2 separate regions of the Sus scrofa genome follow, and region 2 is linked to region 1. A link is a contact called in public Hi-C data. All regions are on one chromosome and are shown on one strand. The core of a region is the stretch at or near the end of the contact, and the rest is flanking DNA. Distances in the headings are between cores, read along the strand shown.

Region 1 (5,203 bases), core at 766-3,265:
CAGAAATTCTCAGTGCTGGCTACACCTGAGAATCACCTGGAGAACTCACAAAATCTGCTCAAGCCAGGATCTACCCCAAGTCAATTATAATCAGAATTTCTGGCCATGGGGCTTGAGTTCTTGGCAAGTTAATGCGCGTCTCCGGGTGATTCTAATACACAGTGACCTTCGAGAACCACCAGACCAGAGAGAGCACTGGCAGATTCTCAAGTTTGAAGGTTATCTGAGTCCAAGATGGAAAGATTATCTATAAAGATAAATGGCAGGAAAATGATTCTTGAAGTCATTTGTCCCTGCTTTAGCATCCTCGCCTGTGCCGCGACTCAGGTGCATGACCTTGGGCAAGTTACCTGATGTCTGTGGTCTCAGTTTCTGTTTTGTTTTGCTTTTGTTCAGCTAATTATAGCTCCTAAGTTGTGGGGTGGGGGGCTCATCAATCAAGACCTTGAATGAGAAGCCCTTTAGCTGCGTGCTGATAGGCCCCCAATAGAGGGCAGTGTAGCCCTCTTTGCAAACCGCCCCCCGCCCCAAACAGGCTTGAGAACAGAGGTCGCTGAGCTTGTCCTAATAATAGAATTTCTTTGGCTCTAATTTTCCAGCTCGGAGATTTCCTTTGCTCCTTTTGGTTATGTCTGACTTTCATTGCCTCCTTGGTGTCTTCATCCGTCTTCAGTTCTGGGGTTTTTGTGTACCTTTGGGTGGAGCTGAGTCCTGCGAGCAGCAACAAAAGCCTCCTCTGACCCTCCCGTCTGTTTCAGAAGGTCAGGATGTTACTGGGTTTCTTGGCTGAGGTCAAGCCATCCTGCCGTATGCTGAAAAGAGTGTCTTTCCACCCTTAGAAGGAAATCGCCCTCTGTACGTGGTTGCGGGTGGAGAGAATTTTCCTTTGGGCAGAGGCTACAATGATAAGTCTAAAATACAGCTGTGGTAGAGAAATGTTTTTAATGGAAAGAGTTCCCAGGCAGGGAAGGGACCGGCCAAACTGCTTCCTATTAAGGATGTGCTGAAGTTGATAGTCCTCCGTGCTTCTCCCCCCTCCTCTGCTTCTTCTACGTCTTCAAGGTACTAGGAAGGGCAAACGAGATGGAGATGATTCAGCAGTTGGAACTGAGCACAGGCGGCCAGGCCAGCTCTGCCTCTGACCGCTGTGCCGGTTTAATAGCATTAATGGAAAGCGTTCCCGGATTGAACAAGAGAGCAGGGCCTGGCAGGGCCACTTTCCATTAGGGACTGCCAAGGCTGATGTCACCAGGACTTTCATTTTGCTTTCACCTCTCATTCTTTTAGGTGCAGAAGGACAGAATAATCCGACTGGGTTGGTTTTGCCAACGCCCGTTTCTCATCTTTCAGGTAGTATCTAGGGTCACAAAGCCTATTGTCTTACCCAGTTGGGGTTTTTTGCAAGATTATTTCCGTGTCCCAGCCCCATGCTAATGAGTCGCAGGCATTGAGCCAGCAGTACCCACGGAGGCTCGACATGGTGCCAAGGAGTGGGCGGATAACCGAGGACATGAGGTGGGGCACCTGCCACGGAAACCTCGTTGGGAATCTAAGGGCCATCTGCACAGAGTGACATGAGGCAGATGACTGATGGGCCCTCTTGGAGCTGCGGGAGGTCAGGGGGGCCTCTGGTGTCCTGGGAAGACAGCATGGGGGTGAGCCGTGAGGAGGGGGGGTAGGGTTCAGATAGGGAGAGGGAAGGCACTCCACATGGGGAGGCAACAGGGGCGGGGGCTCAAAGTGGGTCCATGGGAATTGTGCAAATGATAAAAGTCAAAACAATAATGTCAACCGGCTGTCCACGGGGGGATCCTGGCCCCCCAGAGATCGAGATAACCTCAACACAAGCACGTATTCACGTTCTCAAGGCTTCTATGGGTCCTGAGTAAAGGGGTCACCTAAGGTCACTCCAGGTTCTGGGCTTCGTTTTTAGCAGGCAACCTATTTCCTCCTCATTTCTAGGGAGTAATGAAATGCCCAATGACTGGACAGCCGAGAGCTGCCTCTTCGCACCTTTAGCTCTTGCCAGTGTGTGTGCATGTGTGTACACGCATATGTGGGTGGGTGCATGTGTGGTACCCGTGGAGAGAAGTTTCCGGTCATTTCCTTGATTGCCTTGATTTTGTGGCACTCTGCAGGATCAGAGAAGCAAAGGACCCAAGCCTACCACACAAGGAACAAATTCCCAAGCACGGCTGGTTATTTTTGTCATCCCCGCCCCACCCCTACCACCCCGTCCCCTTCCTCTGCCCCATGCTCAATTTATTCTAAACGGATTCTGGATCATCAGTATGTCCACAGAGCTTTCTGTCTCCCAGGGAGATGGGGAGATGCCCAGTTGAAAACGCTGGGATTGGCCACTGAGCTGGTGGGCCAGTTGGTTAAAAGATTGCAGGGTGAGGGGTTAGGAACTCCCAGGGCCTGCCTGACTTTTGGAAGCTTCTGGATCTTGCTCAGTCAGTGTGCAGCAGAACCTACAGGGCCTGCTTTCAATCAGGACAGGCTGTCCTCTGGGCACCCGCTCAGATCAGCATCGCAGGTGTGACGGCTGCTTTGGCCGTGGCAATGGAATGGCTGTGGGAGAAGAGCCCAGTTCTGAAGTGCTGGCATAAAAGCAGTAAGTCCTTGATTTTGTGGCACTCTGCAGAAGTACCAAGAAAAGCCAGGGCTGAGTGTTCTGGGGGCATAAAGAAGGAACACATGGAAAGAACATTGGAAATTCATCTTCAGAAAAAAGCCTCTACCTTAAAAATGTCCCTTCAGAAGGGAAGCATGTTAACAATTCACATTGCCTATTTAAAATTCTGACAAGTGGCTTTACCCGGCTATTTAAATGGAATGCTAGGTACCACCCATTGGGCAAGATTCAAATGTGATGAATAGAGTCCATCATTTATATTATAGGTTAGCACCTATCTGAATGCCAGGAATCTCTAGGCACTTAATTATCCCTTATCTTTTTTTTTTTTTTTTCTATTCATCAAAGTTAGCTTCTGGACCAATGGATCTCAGTTTTACTGTGTTTAAATAAATCACTTGGTGCCAGGTGGGGGTGGCGGGTGGGGGAGGAGGGGAGGCTTGGGCTGGACTGGGTCCCAGAATTCAGCATTTTATTAAGAAACCCCAGGTAACCCTAATGAAGGAGGTCCATGGGCCACGATTTGGGATAAAGCAGAAGATGACTGACATATGGATTATGCACTTGAATTTAATCAATATCGTAATTCGTAATCAACTACTATAGTTTAATAAAAATATCCCATTAAAAAACCACATTTTCAGGAGTTCCCATCGTGGCTCAGTGGTTAACGAATCCAACAAGAAACCATGAGGTTTCAGGTTCGATCCCTGGCCTTGCTCAGTGGGTTAAGAATCCAGCGTTGCTGTGGCTGTGGTGTAGGCCGGCGGCTACAACTCTGATTACAACCCTAGCCTGGGAACCTCCATATGTTGTGGGTGTGGCCCTAGAGAAGACGAAAAGCAAGACAAACAAACAAAAAAAACTCCCACATTTTCATGGTGTACTCTGAGATCTTGAATCTTACATTTTTAAGAATTTACCCAGAAGCAGTCCCAGGCTTAGGCTGTTACTTAAAGGGTTACAGACAGACAACTAGGTTGCTCATTCTACCTGTCGTTACAGGTCCCCATTCAATGCTTGGCCTGGATAAAAATGCATTTGTAAAAATGTATATAGATTCATGAAAACCTTGAAAGTCATTCTTAGAAAAATGTCAGCCTGCTGGGGAGGTGAAGAACTATTGCGTCCTTCCCTTGCATTAAAAGAAAAAACGAAAAGAAGTAATTCCTGATCTATGACCTCTTTCACTCACCTATTTTCTCTGATTTGATTCTACGTGAGTTTCAGGGGCTGAGACTGTAATTCTTATTTTATGGTCAAAGACTGGAGAGGCTGCAATTTGTGACTGACAGCTAGTACCCACCCAGGGCCCGAGACACCCAGTTCAGGGCTTGTTATGCTCAGGCTCACCCCATCACCCCAACTTCAAGCCCCATTGTGGCCCACTTCGTGATGATGTCAATATTTCTTCTCATCTCCTTGCCTATGCACTTGACTATGGGAGAGGAGAGAGAGGACCTGGCTCTCTGTGCTGTTATTCTGGAGCCAGGTCTTTGGTCAGAGTGAGGCAGTGCTTACTAAATATTAAAATGTCTGGTCAATTCGGCACCTGCCCTAAGCCAGGGAAGAAGGGGCTCGAGCATGCTGTTTCTTCTTGAAAGGGGCTACTACTGAGTGAACGTCACTAAAAGAATAGCCCCCTCACCCCCAAGCACACACATAACCATGCCCCACCTCCAAAAGGGCCCCCTGACTCTCAGAAATCTATTGTTGAGGAAAACTTTCTTCAATGAGATTGAGTAAAGTGTTTGAAAATGGAATGCTATTCCCAAGAATGAGCAATTGACCAGAAGCTGCCCAGAAACTGAGAAAAGAGAACTTGGAGAAGGAACACGGGACTGGGGGCAGGAGGCCATGTTCTAACTGCAGCTGTACTGAAAAATCTAATAACGCTGCCACCAGCGACCAATTCCCGGGTACCGGGGCTGCCATCCTCACAAAAACAAATCCATTGAATGTCAGGGTCTCCATTTTACAGATGGGGAAACTGAGGCTCCAAGATGTCAAGGGCCTTGGTCTGGGCCACCCTGCTAATGAGTACCAGACACAGGGTTCTAACCCAGGCTCCCGAGCTCCCAAGCCTGAGGCCTGGAATGGCAACCTCTACGAGGCCTTGACCATGAAATGGAAAGGATGTCATTAACATGAATATGACACGTAAACCGTGGAAATTTTGGCTTTGGAATTTATCATGCAAACCTGGGAGGAATCCTTGACTCTCTCTCTCTCAGGCATCACATCCAAACCTTCAGCAAATCCTGTTGACTTTATCTCAAAATATATCCCTAATCCCATCCGTTCTCTCCTTTGCCATCACTCCGCCCACTCCTCCATCATCCCTGGCCTGAATAATTGCTGCAACCTCCGGGCTGGTCTCCCAGCCTCACCTTTGGTCCCCTGGTCTTCTCTCACCCTAGGGGCCAGAGAGGTTCTGTAAAAATTGAAAGGAGGTCAGCCCCCATTTTGAAATGTATACAGATATTGAATCACCTGAAACTAACATGTCAGCTCCCATGACTCCTCTGCTCAAAGCCTCACCATTTCACTGAGAATAAGAGTCGG
Region 2 (5,203 bases), core at 1,201-3,700, 230 kb after region 1:
GACTGCTGAGCACTTAAAATGAGCCTCATACAAATGGAAGGGTGCTTCAGGGACGTATACACCAGATTTTGAAGACAGGGTGAAAAAAAGTGTAAAATATCTCATTCATAATTGTTTGCTAGGCTTTTCATGTTGAAATGATAACAGTACTTTGGATATACTGGGCTAAAGAAAATACATCATCAGACTAATTTCATATGTTCTTTCTACTTTTAAAAATGTAACTACTATAAAATGTAAATTACATATGTGGTCCACTCGGCGGCCTGCGTTATATTCCCTTAGATGGGAGGACTGTGCAGTCAGCTTTCTGTCTTTTCTCCTCTCACTGCTGCCGTCCTCCCGGTCCAGCCTTACCCCTCGCATGAGTGAGCAGGGATACAGGTGGGGAGCTCACGAGCTATGCCCTGGCTTTTGTTACTCTGGGGGAAAAAAGCAGAGAGTAAACTAAAATCATACTCTTTCGGTTGGTGGCATATTTCTCCCAACCGACCCCCTTTCAATGATCAAGCCAGAAACATTTCTGGCCTCAGAATGCCAGGCCCCCGCCTCGGGCCCCTGGAGCCCAGGCCCAGAAAATGAACTGGTCTCCAAAGCAAGCTGGGCTCTAGATGCAGATGAGCGACTAACCAGCTATGGGGTTTTCTCTTTTTAATTTCTTGGCATGTATCTCATCTTGATTGCCCAGCCAAAGGCTCCTTGAAGAGTGTCGAAAGCCCTCGGCTATGTACTCACACCTCTGGGAAGCGGTCAAGAGATACTTGTTGCAACGCGTGAAAGACTTAACGGGTTTCCGTTTGCTCACCTGTAAAAATGAAGGCACTACACTAAATAATCTCACAGGTTAACAGAATCTTAAAGCCAAAAGGGAACTTAGAGTCCTCTGGCCTAGTGGTTTTCAAGTTACAATGCATTTTTATAACATCTTATAATACTATATTTACTAATCTGATATAAAGTAATATAACCTACCTATACACATATTTTTAAATTATCGTGCAACTTGTAATACAAAAGTTAAATGAAAAGTAACGTCTATTAAATAACACGCATTTCAATAATATAAATACCCTGCACAACTGCTCGAAAGGCCAATGGAGTCTCCGATTCACACACCTACAGAGTCACCGTGAACGTGAGGGCACAATACAAACTGCACAGATGTGCTATTTTGGAGACTCAAACATCATTCGTGCTTGCTATTGGTGATCTAATTTTTCTGAAATAACGAATAACTTGGTAAAGTTCTGAACAAAATAGGGTACAATTTACCTCTTTTTATATACATTCCTGGAAAATTCAGTGTCTTATGTTCAGGCACGAAAACATACACTATACATTTACTCGTGAAGCAAAGCTGGATTCTTTGAATATCTGGCAGAATATATGAAAGCCATCCTGGTTGCAGGATGATTCCTCTCTGTAGAACTGTCCAGAGTATCACAGAGAAGCTCTGCCTCTGCCCATCAAACGTCACTAGCACCCAGCTGCCCCATCACCGTGCCATCTAAAAACATCCCCACAGGGTGCTAAAAGCACCCAAGAGAGTGATGCCAACCTCTACAGAGAATCCTAATAGGCCGAACGTTTAAATTACTGGCAAAATTTGAATATAATGGGGGGGCACAGACACTAGACAGAGTGATGCTAAGTTTTGACCGTCTATTTTGAGGAACGAGTTGTGTATCTACACTGCGACAGAACAAAGGGAATCCTGAACTTAGGTTTCACAATTTACAGGGCTCATCCCTGCTGGTTCGGTCATGTTTCAGGTTATAAAAAGACTGGTCTTCCGGGATGCTTTGCCCGCTTTCTTACTTGATGGAAGAGGCTCTGAGAGTCCATGGCAGGCTGAGCTGGAGAGGCCAGGCCTCCGGGCTGCCAGGTCCGTGATTTCAGACTTGTTTCCTCTGGAATACTCAAAGGTTTCTAGGACGTCACGGCAGAAGCTGTTCGAGTTGCAACACTCCTGTCTCCAAGGGCAGTGTTTACTTTCCGGGCCGCAGTCACTACTGCTTGCATGTGATGCGAGGATTCCCGAGGAGGGCAGGTGAAATTTTTAGAGGCTTCACCCGAGCTAAACCGCAGTCAGACTGGATGCTGACCGTGTGATCCCACCTGAACCTCAGTTACCCTGGGCGGGGGGAATGTGGACTCTGCCCATGTCATTCAAAACTCACAGGAACAGAAAGGGACGTTGGCTCCTCTCCATCTCCCCCGACCCCTAAACCACTTGTCTCCAAGTGGGCATTCCGCCCAGAGCCTCAGAGGACTCGCTGGCCTTGCTCACAGCAGCGCGTGTGCTCCGAGGGAACACGGCGCTCACGCCAGGAAACCAGATCCTGTTTGAACGACAGGAGCTGTAGGAAAACAATGTGTCCACAGCCAGCACCAAAGCCTGGTCTGCACTCTGCGGCTGGCCTTGCCCCGGCAGAGAATCGGCCGCCAGGGGCAGCGAGCACCTGCGTGGGCTCGGGCTGAGAGGCAACCTGAAGACCTTGCTTCCCTGCCTGTCTGTACCCCTCGGCTGGAGCATGGAATCTGCAGGCAGCTTCAGCGGGTGAGGTAAAAGGTGGCTCTGGCTGGCCCTGAACGCCAATCTGCTCTTAGATCCCCAGAAACCTCTTTTTTTTTTTTTTTTTCCTGAACATATATTCTTCCCCTTTCCTGGGGAGCTCTAAGCTCCGTCTGCCCCCTTTGCTGGCTCAGCTCCCTCCCCTTTCTCAGGCCAGTACCTCCCTGATATCCAGAGAACCCAAGCCAAGCCCAGGCCATGCCAGCAAGTGCCCCTTGTTGCTGGCTCCTGCACCACTGAGGCCCTTTCGGCTTTGAGATCATCTGTCATACAGACCCTAGTACATGAGCCAGAGCCCTCCACCTAAAAAAAAGTTACAGGGATGGTACCAAAAAAAAAAAAAAAAAAAAAATCAACGAAACTGGTCTTTAAGATTCTACTACCAGGAGTGGCTAACACGGGAGTGAAAGGAGGTACTGAATCACAGATGTATGAAGGGAAAAGAAAAGAGAGATTAAGTATCTATCCCAACTTCCCCTGACTGCGTGTAATTCCATGTCAAGAAAAGCTGCCACGCAAGAGGTAGAGGCTAAGGACATAAAAGTCACATTTAATTTTTAGTGCTCTGTAAAAGCGCAAAGACCGTTTTATTGCATATGCCTGACAACTCCTGCAGTGTCGCGCTAGATTCAAGTGCTGTGAGGCTGGGCCACTTTGGACAGTTTTGCGTGGCTGGATTCCTGGCATCCACTGAACAAAAGGAAAGGGACTCTGACACACTCGACTTCCAGCTGCAGAAGAGGTGTTAGTTCTTACTTACTTATACAATCCCCACTGCTCTATCAGATGGTGGCAAAGTTCTCCGTGCACCATTTTAACGCTTTGCCATGTAATTCTTTTATGACTCAACATGTGTCACTTAAATTTATATTTCCTGCCTATTCTTCCCATGCTAATTTGAACCATACAAAAAAGGTATTCAAAAGAGGAAAAACTGTATCAAGGACAAGGATATTGTATTGAAGCAATTCCTGATTAAAGTTAACATTTTACATAACAATACAGGATACGGCAAAAATCAACTCAAGATGACTTGTATTGCAATTGCGTTATAACTAACCAACTCCAGACCCAAATTTTACACCAGCTATAAATCATGGTCTGAAATAAAACTCATGCCTAAGCCGGAGGTTGCTTTCCTTGGATTTGGCAACAAATTATTAACTTTGCATAAGGTAGACAGCAAAACAATTACAAAGGACAGCCAGGAGTTCCCTGGTGGTGCAGCAGATTAAGGATCCAGCATTGTCACTGCTGTGGCTTAGGCTGATGTTGTGACACAGGTTCGCTCCCTGGCCCAGGAAATTCCACATGCCACAGGCATAGTCAAAAAAAAAAAAAAAGGAGTTCCCGTCATGGCGCAGTGGTTAACGAATCTGACTAGGAACCATGAGGTTGAGGGTTCGGTCCCTGCCCTTGCTCAGTGGGTTGACGATCCGGTGTTGCCGTGAGCTGTGGTGTAGGTTGCAGACGCGGCTCGGATCCCGAGTTGCTGTGGCTCTGGTGTTGGCCAGTGACTACAGCTCCGATTCGACCCCTAGCCTGGGAACCTCCATGTGTCACGGGAGCAGCCCAAAGAAATAGCAAAAAAAAAAAAAAAAAAAAAAAAGGACAGCTAATGCTTATCTAGAAAACAGCTAGATTTTAGAAGAATAATATCGCTTTTAATTAAAATTGATACATCTGATATGAACAAACATTATGTCTAAATGACATTACTGGAACTTAGAATAAGAACAAAAATAATAATATCTATCATTTATTAGAGCCTAGTATATACTAATTAGTAGCTGGCTAGTTTACATACAGTGCCTTGTTTGATCTTTTTAAAAAAAGGAGTTCCCGTCGTGGCTCAGTGGTTAACGAATCCGAGTAGGAACCATGAGGTTGAGGGTTTGATCCCTGGCCTTGCTCAGTGGGTTAGGGATCCGGCGTTACCATGAGCTGTGGTGTAGGTTGCAGACGCAGCTCGGATCCTGCGTGGCTATGGCTGTGGTGTAGGCTGGTGGCTACACCTCCGATTAGACCCCTAGTCTGGGAACCTCCATATGCTGCGGGAGTGGCCCTAGAAAAAGGCAAAAAGACAGAAAATTAAATAATTTAAAAAAAAAAAAAAAAAACTTTAAATCCCTAGTTTTGAATTCCTTGGTGGCTTAGCTGTTAAGGACTCCTTGTCACTGCTGTGGCTTGGGTCACTGCTGTGGCTGGGGTTTGATCCCAGGCCAGGGAACTTCTGCATGTTGCAGGTACATCCAAAAAACAAAAAAGTCCCCAATTTACACTAGGGTTCACTCTTTGTATTGTACATTTCAAGGGTTTTGATAAATGTATATGCCACGTGTCCACAATTACATCATACAAAATTGTTCCGCTTACCTAAAAACCCCCATGCTTCATGTATTCATCCCTTAGCCCCTCAGCCCAAACCCCTGGGAACCACTGATCTTTTTATGGTCTTCAAAGTTTGGGGTTTTTTTTTTTTTTTGGTCTTTTTAGGGCCGCACCCGTGGCACATGGAGGTTCCAGGCTAGGGGTCTAATCGGAGCTGTAGCTGCCAGCCTACACCAGAGCCACAGCAACGCAGGATCCCAGCTGCATCTGCAACCTACACCAGAACTCATGGCCATG

What was found. A called contact is a pair of places that touch in the nucleus more often than the background predicts.
Region 2: a Hi-C map of skeletal muscle shows a contact between it and region 1, with 11 times the contacts expected there. A contact is called at or near these places in 3 of 47 Hi-C or Micro-C datasets (psoas muscle and skeletal muscle) and 1 of 2 datasets of targeted methods (skeletal muscle).

What each region holds. Positions count from the first base shown.
Region 1 is chr5:89,116,791-89,121,993 of Sscrofa11.1, forward strand. No RefSeq gene overlaps it. Among named protein-coding and RNA genes, the nearest start is that of PLXNC1, 64 kb to the left of the region's middle.
Region 2 is chr5:89,343,266-89,348,468 of Sscrofa11.1, forward strand. The region is part of intron 2 of CRADD (death domain-containing protein CRADD); the gene reads right to left. Among named protein-coding and RNA genes, the nearest start is that of CRADD, 130 kb to the right of the region's middle.